Linked DNA regions of Pelodiscus sinensis: region 2 is linked to region 1. A link is a contact called in public Hi-C data. All regions are on one chromosome and are shown on one strand. The core of a region is the stretch at or near the end of the contact, and the rest is flanking DNA. Distances in the headings are between cores, read along the strand shown.

Evidence for each region. A called contact is a pair of places that touch in the nucleus more often than the background predicts.
Region 2: a contact with region 1 is called in a Hi-C map of liver, with 3 times the contacts expected there. The contact joins the promoter of LOC102458941 here to the promoter of DISP1 in region 1. A contact is called at or near these places in 2 of 5 Hi-C or Micro-C datasets (liver and an unstated tissue).

Annotation. Positions count from the first base shown.
Region 1 is chr3:154,702,135-154,709,265 of ASM4963464v1, forward strand. DISP1 (dispatched RND transporter family member 1) reads left to right here and starts at 2,655. Exons shown (of 9, transcript XM_075925248.1): 1 at 2,655-2,782.
Region 2 is chr3:155,211,985-155,219,115 of ASM4963464v1, forward strand. It overlaps LOC102458941 (calpain-8), which reads right to left and starts at 3,113. Exons shown (of 21, transcript XM_006133424.4): 1 at 2,737-3,113. The coding sequence starts at 2,973.

The DNA of each region.
Region 1 (7,131 bases), core at 1,405-3,904:
AACTCCCTGCTGTTCCCAGTGCAAAGCCCTCCCTGCTCTCAAGATATTTGCTTTTTAAAACATAATTGTAACTTTTAAAATATCTTTAAACTGAAAACAGCAATTTTAATACCAGTTATGGTATAACTTATGTTTATGTGACTCTAATTCCCCCCTTTAATTCCACACACTGCTATAAATGTCTGTTTATCTCTAACATGTATCTCAGAACCCTTGCTCTTTACAGAGTTAAATAAAACCATATCCACTGTTGTGTGTTCTCTGGGCTGCATAATTGCACAATCTCTCTTTCCAGCATCTGAAACTAAAAAAAGGATAATACTTTTGGATTTACACTGGTCTCCTGGATAAGGAAAGTTCAATCTTGTTTCAAACTTTCAGTCCAGAATATAAAGAAACAAATCTTTTTTCCAGATCTTTCTTTATATAGATATCAGATAATTACACAAGTACAACCAATAACTGACTGAACTGTAGCAATTGCTCTTAAGATTAAGTGACAGGATATGTCAATTATGTGCTCTGTGTACACTCATGTTCTGCACAGGGATGTTAGCAAATGTTTATTTTTGTAATTGTGCAACCACTGAATTTTTCAGCAGTTACACTTTTACACGTGGGGGCAGGCAGGAGTCCTCCCCTGCTGATATGGAGGCAGCAGCGGTGGTGGAGGGACGGCTGTAAGGAGCCAATACACACAGGGAGCTCCCCCCCTGCGCTGCTGCCTCTCAATCAGAGGCAGCAGCATAAGGGGCAGGCAGATCTGCAGGAACACCAGCTCCACCTGGTCCCCTCCCCACGTTGCTGCTTATGGGGGAGGCAGCAGGCTCTGCGGGAGTTGGCATGCATGGAGAGCTGTCTCCTGTCTGCCCCCTCTCCCCTACACTGCTGCCTCTGATACAGGGGAGGCAGCAGCACAGAGGGAGGGCAGGGGCAGGTACATGCAAGGAGCCATCTTGAAAGCTGGCTTCCTGTGTGTACCGGCTCCCACCTGCCCCACTCACTGCTGCTTCTGTGGGAGGCAGCATGAAGGGCCAGGCGGCTCTGTGGGAGTTATCATGCACGGGGAGCAAAGGGGGAGGGTGCGTGTAGTAGCAGGCTTATTGGTTAATTGTGTAAACAACTACACGCTAACATCCCTAGTTCTAAATACCTTACTTTTTGAAAGATGTATTTTGGATTGCAGAGCCTTTGAAAGGCTATTGCAGAAAACGATAGCAATTATTTCTTATTGTTTGTTCAGCCATTTAAATCCATAAATCACTAGTTCAAATCCAGGAAACAAATCTAAAAAAAGTGTACTTCTAGGTATCCTACTAACACCACCTGTAGATTAAGGCCTGATCCTGGTTTAGAAACTAGTACTTCTGTAAATGTTGCTATCATGCCTAGTGTTGCTTGGATGCTGTGTAGATGAAGAGACCTTTTTGAAGAATAATCTGATTACCAGCCTCCAAAAGCTATTAAAGAAACAGATCACACCTCCTTCTCATTTCACATTTTGTACCTGAAATGTCTAAAACTCCTCAGTCAACTGCTGTTTGTAATCTGACATGGTGACACACATCCAGGGCTATTTGCCCTGGGTCTGTCTAGTGCCTCATTTTCACAAAACTGTGTGATCTGCAATTTCCAGCTCTTTCTTGAACCACATATATGAGTAGTAGTTTGTTTGTTCCCCTGAAGAGACAAAATGCCCAGGCTTGTCACTTTAAGTGACCTAACAATTCAATCATAGCACTGGGCTGTTGCAGATGAAAAGTAAAGCAAGCTTATTAACAAAAGGAGAGATGATTTTAAGTGATATTGAGCAGAAGGAATATTAGACAGCGTTACAATGTAAAAATACATTTTCTGATGCTAAAACTTTAACATGCATTGTCTAAGCTTCAGACCACAAACTTCTTATAGCAAGACAGTTGACTGCCCCATGGTCATCTCTCTCCTCGGGAGCTACTGTGCTCAGTTTCTTTGTCATCCTAGATGAAAAGATAACATGGGACTATGTCTTTTTTTTTTAATAATCCAGTGAACCTTTGAAATGGATTCTTCTGAAGATTACCCTCCAAAGGAAAGTTCATTCAAGCTGTAAAGATAGAAACATGGAAGCTGTGGCTGAAGGAAATTTTGTGGAGGCAGCTTTCCCCTTGGTGTTTGCTAAAATGCAAACTAAATGATTTCTACCCTCTGTTTCAAATGAATTACTGCTTGCCATGTTATTGCTGATGGACACCTGGTTGGCAGTAATGGCGTATCTTTCCTTGGGGATACATTTATTTCCTCCTTCCCCCCCAGAGTTATCTCGCAAACACCTTTTAGTACCACATTTTCTTCACAGGTGCATGATCCCCTGGGTATTTATAGTACATGCACCTTGCAAAATATTGCAGAGTATGTTCCCAGTTTTCCACTGAGGGCACACAGCTGATACAGTTTACACATTACTCAATGGGAGTGGACAGAAGCCGGCAGGCGAGCTAAAACTCACTAGGGATGCCAGGGAGCGGCTTGCAGTGGGATGCTCTTCGGGGCACACGCTGTAGGAGCGGCTAGGGGCAGGGCTGGGGAGCAGGGCCTGCCTGCAGCTGCCCCGGGCTCAGGCAGACAGGGAGTGACGGATCAGTGCCACGCGCCCCTTTCCGGCTTGTGCCCGGTGTCACATCTGGGGCTGGAGCCTCCATCCCCGCCAGACACCTAATGGCCCTTCGCCCCAGCGCTGGGCCTTCCCCGACCCGTCTGGCGGGCTTGCAGCGGGAGCGCTTGAGGCTCCGCCCCGGGGCTGGTGCGTCGGCGCTGGCGTTGCTGGGCGCTCGCTGCAGTTTCCCGAGCGCAGAACGGGAGCGGCGCCACCCAAACCCCTTCGCGTCTTGGGTCCGGGGCAGCCGGAGCCCCGCGGTCCCGCCGCGCCACACTCAAGATGGCGACCGACACCGACCCGCCCCCTTCCCGGCAGCGACTTCCGGCGGGAGGGGGCGTCCGCCCCATGGTAACTACGCCGCGCTGGGGACGCCGCTAGCGGGGCCGCTCACGCGCTTCCTGCCGCACAGAGACAACAACGGAGTGGGGCGGGAGTGAGAGGGGGCGCAAGGGGAACCCCGCCCCCGGGGCTCCGCACCGGGCAGGAGCCAGGTACACCCCGGCCCCCGCTGCATAACCCCCGCCCGCCCGGACCGGTCCGCGCTGAGACCAGGGGCTGGGCTGCCCCGCTTCGGGGCTGGTCCCGCCGCGCTCCCGTGCTGGGGGAGGGCTCCTCTCGGAGGGGAGCGGGTCCCGCGGGGATGCCCCCGCCGCGATGGGGCCAAGGCTGCCCGCGGCGGGTCGGGGGCGGGGCGGGGCGGGTCGGGGGCGGGCTGGCCCCGAGCCCTGCCCGGGCTGGCGTAGGCCTCGCTCCCGTGGGGCGGTTTTATTCCGCCGCGTGTGACTCGCTGGGGGCTGTGCCGGGCCAGCCGGGCGGGGAAGGGGCCGCGCGCTCCCCCGCCCCGTGACAGCCCGGTCGGCTCCGAGGTGGGTTTGCGGGCGCGCCCCTGCGCTGGCCCTGGGGCAGGAGCCGGGCACGCAACCCCAGGTGTTTCTCGTAGCGGCCGTGCACGGGTGTGTTTTGAAAGCCGGTACGTGAGGTGCTTTGTTGGCTTCGTGGCTCCTTCGCTGTGTGGGAGCAAGTGCCTCTCGGGGCAGCAATAGGGATGGATGGCCTCGGGCTAATCAGAGCTCTTCTCCCTTTCTCTCCCGTTTCAACACCAATAATAATAATATAAGGGCACTTGGGTTTGTCATGGATTTGGAAGTGCTTTTGAAAGAGGTTTTCTGTGGCTATTATCCCATTGATAAGATTTTTCCAGCCATTTGCAGAGTCTCCTCTTACTTTTTTAACCCTGGTACCCAAAGAAGTTGAAATTCTAGCTCAGGAAGACATTAGCAATGTCTCTGAGATTTTAATTGGTGACATCAGTGCTGCAGGAAATGGAACAGTGGGGTAACTTCAAAAATGATGAGTAGTCTTGTGGCATCTTAGAAACTAACAAATACATAGCATCATGCGCTTTCGTGGGTGAGACCCACTTCATCAGATGAGTTGGAGCAGAAATGTTATATATCTTGGTTTCTGTTATTTCCACTCCAATTCATCTGAGGAAGAGAGTCTTCTCCACAAAAGCTCATGATACTACGTATTTTGTTACTCTATAAGGTGCCACAAGACTACTAATTATTTTGGAAGAAAAAGTATTATTCTCATCTTTGCAGTGATTCTGTCATCAAGTGAGTCACTGATGGGATTGCTGAGGACCTCTAGTGTATGTACTAAATAATTAGTGCTTGTCAGGTGATGTGGGGAGGGAGGAATCTTACCTGAAGACCTCCTAGGCCTGAGAGGACACAGCAATATTACTATATTTAAAGGTGTGCTAAATGAATAGCCTTGGTTCTTTCTTCTGTCCCTTATCTAAAAAGCTGTGCATAAGAAGTTACTTGATTTTTTTTTTCACTCATTCCTAAGAATGCGTATACATTAAGGATTTAGGCTTTACCATTCATATTAAAGTAAATAGTACTTGCGAGACTTGAACATGTTTTGAAAAGTTACTCTCCTTTCCTCCAGTTTATATTTAGGACACGCTGGTTGTGAGGATGCATGAAGAAATTAGAAATTGTATAATTTGGCAAGTGACTCCATTCAGAGACACATTGTGTATCTGCTTGAATGTAATAGTTTCTCATGACATCCTGCTCATGTGTAAAAGCAGTGCTTGGAAAAACTTCAGGCACTGGCTAGTTGGGGGCAAATATGAAAAATGGAGTAGCAGCACTGTTAAAGGATGATGTCCTGATGGAAAGAGCAGCCTGTTTTCCTTTCATTCCCCCTGCTGAAAAGGATAAGGGGAAGAAGATGCTAGGATTCCTTTCATTCCTGGGCTCAAGGGTGGTGGGGAAGATTAATCTTATATTAGCCTTTGGGTAAATAAGTAATTTTTCTTTGAAACATGGCATGGCTGGTCTACGTACAAGCTGTAAAACAGGTTAATATCTCCAGTTATAGCAAAAGCACTAGACCCGCAAATGGTGCTCTGGGCACCTGGGCTGTCGGTGGCATTATAGTACTCACACCCATGCCTCACTTTTAAATAGATATGTATCTTACAGTGCTGGGGCCATAGAAAGGTTGTCAAGAGGTGGTTCATAAAGGATTTAAAAGTGTAAAATGTGTGTTTGATTATGCATAGAGAGTTACATCTGGGGTAGTCTGTTTTGGTTCTACAAAGAACTTTGGGGCATTATTAATGTTCTGAAGCACTTGTGAAGTGTAGGGCATGTTCATTTCTTTTGGCTTTGATGCACCTTTCTGCATACGTTTTATATCAACCAATTTAAATTTTCTACCACAATATTTACATCGTACATGTAAATAAATATATACTAAAATAGATATCCCGAAGTACACATGCACATCATTAGATGATTCTGATCCGCTGCCTATGCTTACATTTAACAAAGTAAAAATCAAAGTAAAAATAAATTACAAGATTAAGAGCATGTCTGCATGTACACTGACATCGTGCTGTGACTAAAAGTGGTTATGTTGATGTAACTGTTGCTTGAGGGAGGGAGGAGAGAGGAGTTCACACCACTGAATGAAATAATTTATGCAGAGGTACTTTGTAGACAGAGACTTAGAATTGTGACTTACTTTTCAGTATCTGGAAACTGACTTTTCTGTTTGTTGTTGCTGATGCTCAGGGCTGGCCTGAGCCATTCGTGCGGCACATGCACGACCTTGCTCCGTGGCGCTACCTGGCGCATGCGTGGCCCTGCCCCTGCCTGGTCCGGCAGCCCTGAATGGTGCCCCCTATAATGAGGTGCCCCGGGCAGTAGCCGGGTCAGCCTGTAGCTTGGGCTGGCTCTGCTGATGCTCCTGCTGCCGTCTAATTACGCATCTCTGCTCATCTCCTAGAGACCTTCCTATCATCATAACAGTAACAGGTCCCAAATTAATGACATTGTCACAACCTTACACCCTCTCGTTGTGTAGCTTTGCATAGGAAAACATGAATTACATACATTATTTGGAAGATTTGAAGGCAATTGGCCAAACCATTTAAATGTACATTGCTGGAGAAATTGAGGATCATGTACCCTTTGTATTTTAAGCACTTTAATCACCCAATAATAATGTGGGTTTTTTTGTATTGTGATACCACTTACGTGAGATCAGGGTCCCATTGTGGCATGTATTGTATAAGTGTAGACAAGAAAGAGTCTCTGTCCTGAAGAGTATACACTCTTACTAGATCGGACCAACAAAGATTTGGGGTGGGAAAGGGCTTAATGCACAAGCAGAGTGTGCAGCATGGTGACTTGTAAACATGCTGATGTTTTATTTTACTTTTTTTTGGTGGTGGTATTCTGTTGAGAAAATGAGTTAAACAGTGGGCTAGTCTAGTGATTCCCAACCACTGGTCCGTGGACCAGTGGCAAGCCGTGAACCCCTGCCTGGTGGATTGTGGCACATTGCCTTGCCATGCCTCCCCCTCCTCTCCCCCCCAGCTTTTGATTAGTCCTGCCCACTAGAGTTCCCTGTAAGGAAATTCCTTTCCACCCCCTTTACCATGCAGCAGCAGGGTGAGTAGGGTGGCGGGAAGGGCTGGAGCCAGGGCCATGGTAAGGCTGTCCCTACTGGGGCAGCCTCTCCTGATCCCAATTCCAGCTCCAACAGCCGTGTGGAAAGTGGCTGCGGTGCTGGGCAAGGCTACAGCCGTGTTGTGAGCTTTTGGGGCCTGTCCCAGTAGCTGAGGGCAGGGCCTGTGCCACCACCATGGGGTGGGTGGGGCCAGCTCGGGGACGGGGGGGGGGGAGGGTTGGCACCTGCCACAGCTGGGCAGGGTAGGGTTGGTTGGGGTGAGGAGGAGGCTGAGACCTGCTGTGCGCAGAGGGGGATGGAACCTGCTGCATGGCGGGAGGCAGGATCTGCTCTGTCCAGTGGGCAGTTGTTCTGGCCACTGGGACTGAATAAAATAAAATAATATAATATGGGGGGGCTGCAGGAATCAAGGTTGGAGTGTATGAAGGGGCAGGGATACGTATTTTGGCAAACAGAAAATGTTTTATTTGCATAATGAATATGCAGATGTTGCCGCT
Region 2 (7,131 bases), core at 1,863-4,362, 510 kb after region 1:
AATTAAAAACCTGTGGTAGCTGGTGCCAGCTGGTTTGGACTCTCAGAGCTCAGATAAGAGGCTGTTTAATTGCAATGCAGACGTGCAGGCTTGGATATGGAACCCTGTGAGGGGGGTAGGTCCAGAGCTCAGGATCCAGCCTGAGCATCTACACCACAATTAAACAACCCCTTAGCCTGAGCCCTGAGAGCCCAAGTTAGCTGGCACCAGCTGCCATTCATTTTAATTGCAGTGCAGACTTACCTTTAAGTGCCTGTCATTTCTGAGCCTATGCCAAATGACTAGACAATAGGGCTACATCTAGACTGCAAGACTCTTTCGAAAGAGGCTTTTTCAAAAGTATCTTTCGAAAAAGCCTCTTTCAAAAAAGAGTGTCTAGACTATAACCAGTACTTTCGAAAAAGCAAGCCACTTTTTCAAAAGAGAGCACCCAGGCAGTCTGGATGCTCTCTTTCAAAAAAGAACAGTTTGCATTACATAGCACCTTTTATCGAAAGAGCACTTTCGAAAAAAGGCATTCTTCCTCATAAAACGAGGTTTTCTGTGGTCGAAAAAACTGCTGCGTTCTTTCAATTTACTTTTGAAAGAACACAGCTGCAGTCTAGATGCAGGTACAAGATTTTTCAAAAAAATGCCACTTTTTTTCAAAAGGTGCTCTCTTTTGAAAAAGCGGCTTGCTTTTTCGAAAGTACTGGTTGTAGTTTAGATGCTCTTTTTCAAAAGAGGTTTGCAGTCTAGACATGGCCTAAATGTCTCCCTAGGCATTGTCTACTTCCTCCAAGCAGCTTTCTGCAAATCCATCGACAAAGCGCAGGAAAGAGGCCTGTGATGGAAGGAAATCTGTCCATCACTGTGAAGAAGCATTTTGCTCCAGGGGATGGGGACATTTAGCACCCAGTATTTGTTTCATGACTGGACATTTTCCCAGCAGGAACTTATGGACTCTGAAGCTACTTCTAGACTGTAATCCTCTTTCAAAAGAGGCTTTTTCGAAAGTATCTTTCAAAAAAGCCTCTTTCAAAAAAGACTGTCTAGACTACAACAGTACTTTCGAAAAAGCAAGTCGCTTTTTCGAAAGAGAGCACCCAGGCAGTCTGGATGCTCTTTTTCAAAAAAGCACAGTTTGTATTACATAGCGCCTTTTTTTGAAAAAGCACTTTCAAAAAAAGGCATTCTTCCTCATAAAATGAGGTTTACTACATTTGAAAAAACTGCCGCGTTCTTTCAATTTACTTTTGAAAGAAAGCGGCAGCAGTCTAGACTCAGGGGAAGTTTTTTCAAAAAAAGGCCACTTTTTTTCAAAAAAAAACCCTGAGTCACCATCACCCAGTTTCAACATCATCAGAGGAAATACAATTCCATTCCCCCGGAATCCAGGGTGGAACTTAGAGCAATAAGCACACACACACCCCGCAGAACAAAGAATACAGGGGGAAAATGAGCAGGACCTTTAAGCGTGTTACTTGTCACTGAAGATTTCCATTCCTTTAAAGAGACAGAGTCGGATTCTGGTCCCTTCTCAGGTAAACTAATAAGTGGCAGGTTAGGATCCTTCACCACAACCTGAGGCAGGGCACAGAACACTCATGATGCCCTTGTAGTTGCTACAGCATCCTTGAGGCTGCAATAGAGTTCTACACAGCCTCTCTGAACAGGGCAGTCCAGCAAATCTTTGTAGTTGTAGGTTGTCTATGACTCTTCCACCATTTTGCTGCATTGTGCAATGGATACAAAGTTACTACCCCTGCCCAGGCTGGCTTTGCATCATGCTGTACTGAAGTATGTAGCCCTTTTGGTGTTAAAGTTGTCCATGACCAGCTAACACATTGGCAGTCGTGACTCTTTGTCTATGCTAGGGACTGAGCGGTGTTTAACAATATGTTAATTCTAATGTATGAGTTAAAATGTTTTCTTATCCAACACCAAGTGTGGCCATATACAGGATTGTTTCCTGTAGTTTCACCTTGGAGGATGTTTGTGTTTGGTTTATTTCAGTTTCACTCCTCTGCTTCCTCCCCACCTTCTTTTTTCCTTTGTATCAATTTTTCCTTTTGTCACCAAAGAAATAAAGGAGAGGAAAAAGGGAGAGAAACCAGGGGGGAAAGGAAACCCAATGAATCAAAAAAAGCCCCAAATGCCTACATTTTTCATTTTAAGCTACAACATTTTTTTTTTCATTAAAAAGCCAATTTTAAAAAAATTAGGAATACATTTCATTCCAAAGTTTTCAACCAGATCTTCAAATGATGGTGTTTGGGGGGTTGGAATTTTTATTTAGTACAACACTAATTTTCCTGTCCTAATACTGGACAGCACATGACACCAGTAATAAGCTTGAACTGGTCACCCAGGGGACTGGAAGGTTCCATTTGGATAAACACCAAAAGTTCAGATGCTTTTCTCAGTCATGCTGAAACCTTTGAAATAGGCAGAGCGGTGCTGGAAATCTGATGCGGACAGGCTCTCCCTCAACATTTCTGGGGCTTCTCACATCCCAAAGGCTTGGAGTTAAACAGCAACCTTGTATAGAGGGTATTCCATTACTTTCACTACTGGTTAGAACCAGGGAGATGAGGAAAGATGGCAAAGAATGAAAAGGAAAGGTAATCTATGCCTTTTCTAGATTTCAAGGACTTTCCAGCTCAGATTCAATTTGGATTCTGGAGGGAAAGTTCAGGTCAAATCTGATTTCATCTGAATCTAATAGTAAAACAAATAACGATGAAACTCTCTTACCGTGGGTCGCTTCCAGACAATACCCTGCGTTTTGGGGGAATGTGGCCCCAGGTCCTTATAGCCCAGAGAAGAAGGAGAGGCTGGGAATTCTTCATCCTTAAATAGAGAACCAGACTGCAAGCACTGCTGCCTCAAAACCTCATAATCCTGATTTAAATACTTCACTGCCTTCTCATTGGAGCCGAGCCCTTCTAATGCAGCTCTCTCTCTGGATAACTTGGCTGCGATTCCTGCCATCACTGTTTGCCTCCAAGGTGGTGTTGTATGAAGACAGAACAGCACCTATCTCATGAATGGGAGGGGATGAATATAAGTGAGTGGCCAGGTGGGGGTGGAGTGAGTAAACAGATTACATAGTCCAGCACCTGTAGAGGGAGAAGGCACAATGAAAGTGCAAATATGTACTCAAGACTAGAGGAAAGAGAAGTTGGGAGGAGACAAAGAATCTGTGCTCATGACTCAGTAGAATCCGGTTCTCATTATATTTTCTATTTGTATAACAGCCTGGGAGTTCCCTCTATATTTCTAGCACAGGGCAGGGAATAAGAGGGGAAATGTTTTAAAACTAAAGATGGCCCGAACCCACATAATTCAGACCAATTCTGAGCTTGCATAGGTGCTTGGAACCAGGGGCTTTGTTTATCCTGTTATAGAGGACAGAGCAGGATCACAGTTCAGACTCTATGGCTGTGTCTACATTGGCATCCCTTTCCGGAAAAGGGATGCTTAGACAATTCAGAATTGCAAATCCACGGGGGATTTAAATATCCCCCGCGGCATTTGCATTTACATGGCTGCCGCTTTTTTCCGGCTCGGGGTTTTTGCCGGAGAAAAGCGCCAGTGTAGACATGATTTTCCGGAAAATAAACCCTTTTCCGGGAGATTCCTTATTCCTACTTGAAAGGAAAAAAAGTTGGGGAAAAAAAGTTGCTTCGCTATAAGTTTTCAAGTTTTTTGGAACTTATCTTGGACTTATAGCGAGGGCCCCCTGTACTTATCTCACAGAGGTGTTGTGAAGTATAGTCAACCAACATTTGTGTGATGCCTTGAAAGCTTTGGCAAAAATATGCAAATATTGCTTTTATAATCAATATCCCTGGAACAGAAGTCTCTCTTAAAATCAGATATTGAAGCTTGAAAGTAGCAGCTCTGGTTCCTCTCTGTGCAATATTCCTAATATCAATATTTCCATTTTTCATCCTAAATCAAGGCAAAAACCAATGTTGAGGTATCAGAACTTCATGCTTCATAGCAATTCTGATTTTCACTCAACTCTAACTCTAATAAAGCTCGCTGTTAAATACTCACTACTCAGCCTCATAACAAGCATAAAGTTTCCTTTGTCACTTTCATCCCAGTTGTGCCATTCCTAGTTGTGCCATTCCAAATCATTCTGCTCTCTTCCTTGTGTTTACACCCACCAAATATTTGTAGACAAGTAAACTAATTGACTTTTGACAGGTTCCCTTATCTCTAAAGAGGGTTCCTCCCCTAAAAAAAATCTTTCCTTTTTTCAGCCCTGCTGCCTAAGCTTCCTCATATCCTCTAATTAGAGCCCTTATTTACAGGAGCCTACACTATGCTTGGCAAGGCCTGATCATTGTAAGAGAAGGCAGCAGGTTCAAGTTATATCTTGTGGGGACTAGCTCCTGCTTCAGTCACTAGCCTCCAAAAAGCTGCAGACCTTGAACAGAGAGGAACCAGAGCTGCTACTTTCAAACTTCAATATCTGATTTTAAGAGAGACTTCTGTGCCAGGGATATTTGTCCATAAAGGCAATATTTTGAATCTTTTTGCTGAGGCTCACAAGGCATCATACAGATGTTTGTTGATTACACTTTACAACACCTCTATCAGATAAGTAAATGTTGTTATTCCTGGTTTACAGATGGGGAAACTGAGGCACATAGCCTTAAGTGATTTCCTCTGTGTCACACAGCGAGTCAGTGGCAGAGCAGGGACAGAACTCTGAAATACTCATTACCGGTCCCTCTTCGATTTGACTGGTAAGCACAAGGTGCTGCCACCCAAGACTTTCACGGCTCAGTTGCTTGCATTTTGTAACATCCAGGATGGCACATTTTCCTATGCTCTACCTCCCAACACTTCCAATGGCCGAAACAGGACGCAGCACCATTCAGGTTTGGCTTGTCAGCCCACTCTGTCTAGAGGAGTAGAGGCAAGGTCATCGCTACCAATACATAGAATATGCAGCTGTGTAGGGTACCGTGAAATTTAGGGCACCAAATTGCCCCAAATTTTGTGGTGCCCTGAGCAGCCACATGCTGCACACTGACACCGGCTTCAGTGGCTAGTCCCATCCCCATGGCCACTCCCCCTCCCCAACGGGCTGCACACAGCAAGGCCAGCCCTAGCGAGCTGCAGGACCCAGGACAACCCCCCACTACCCTCTGCACCGCCCCTTCTGCACCCCCACCCTGCACACACTCATCCCTTTCCCTAAGTCCCCACCCTTGCTTCACCCCTTCCTGCTCCAACCTCACCCCGCTCCATTCCACCCTTTTCCCCAAGTCTGCACCACTGAGCAACGTGACCCTGGGGGAATAATGGGGCCTAGCATCAGCAGCATGGGTCAGGCCAGCACTCACCATCGGCAGTGGGAGGAGGAGTAACCCAGCCCCAGTCCACACAGCTCCCTGGACTCCCAGGCGCATCACTCTGCTTCCTGCCAGGGAGTGTGGGGAGTGGTCTCACCCTCTCCTCCAAGACCCCTTCCCCTTGTGCCTCCCTGCTCTGCTCCTGCTCCCTGCAGCAATGGGCCTTCCTCCATAACTCCTGCCCCCTGCAAAGTGACACACACACACGCGCCTGCGAGGGGCTGCACGGCACATCAGAACTGCTAGGGATGGTCCTGAGTAGAGGGACCAAACCTGATGTGTCACTGTAACCCCATGTACCAGGTCACAATGTGAGCCAGAGACTGTGTTGTTATATCAGAGATGGGTGAAAACTAGATACCAGCTCCCCACCCTAAAACTCTGGGGGAGTGAAGGATTGGGATCTGATTCACAATTACCAGTAGTCTTTCTCTGGATAATAGCTCACATCAAAAACCTGGCTCTAAACCCCTGCACGTTTGAAAGTGTCTGAGTCCCAGTCATGACCACAGTGCAGTTCCAGTTCCTTCCCCTTTCCTTGAACACAGGACTCATGCTGTAGTGCAAAAACCAGCCAAGTCAGGCTCTGAAGGCTAGAGTGGGAGTGGATTGCAGAGCCCAAACTACTGGGCTGTGTCTAGACCAGCCAGTTTTTCCGGAAAATCAACCGCTTTTCCAGAAAAACTTGCCAGCTGTCTACACTGGCCGCTTGAATTTCCGCAAAAGCACTGACTTCCTACTGTAAGAAATCAGTGCTTTTTGCGGAAATACTATGCTGCTCCCGTTTGGGCAAAAGTCCCTTTTGTGCAAAACTTTTGTGCAAAAGGGCCAGTATAGACAGCTCAGATTTGTTTTCCGCAAAAAAGCCCCGATCGCGAAAAGGGCTATCGGGGCTCTTTTGCAGAAAAGCGCATCTAGATTGGCCATGGACGCTTTTCCACAAAAAGTGCTTTTGCAGAAAAGCGTCCGTGCCAAACTAGACACTCTGTTCCAAAAATGCTTTTAACGGAAAACTTTTCCGTTAAAAGCATTTCTGGAAAATCATGCCAGTCTAGATGTAGCCCTGCTGTTTTTAGTACTGTAGTGCAAGACCCGGAGTCTGTTGAACCAGGGCCCAAGACTCATTGGTGCAGGCTGTGTGGACATATCCTGTGGTTCCCAGACTGGGAACTTCCTTCCAGCTGTTGTCTACAGGCTATATTGTTTTTCTATTCTTACATTTGCTTTTCGGGGGTATTGGCAGTTTCTTGGTAGCTCCAGGCTGCAAATCTCAGCTGCACTGTTCACTGAAATGCAGTGTACTCTGCGATGTATGAATCATCATTTACATTGAGAGACTGTCACTTCCTATATGTGCTTTGGTGAGCAGGCAGCTCCACTCTGCGCATATATCAGCGTATGTCACTTTTATTATGTCCACTACAAATTGTAGCGCCTACCGGGGGAGGAGGGAATAAGTTGTAAAGCCATAGCATGGTTAAAACTTATTTTTTTCCCATCTGCACTGCCTGATTAAACTATATTTTCCCTGTCTCAGTGCATTACCATGTTGCAGTGGGTCCACCAGAATTATTGTTTTTACCAGGTAGACAGGATTTTAAAGATGATCGACTGCATATAGCAAGCTGAGAAAACAGCATTTTCTCTCTGATTGAAGTTCTTGTTGTGGTATAGTCAGCTCTTAAAAGGGGAACACAAGATCCTGCACTTGAGGCAGGGCATGTGCATTTTCAAATATTTTGTTTATAAAATGTATTATAACAAATCCATGGGATTT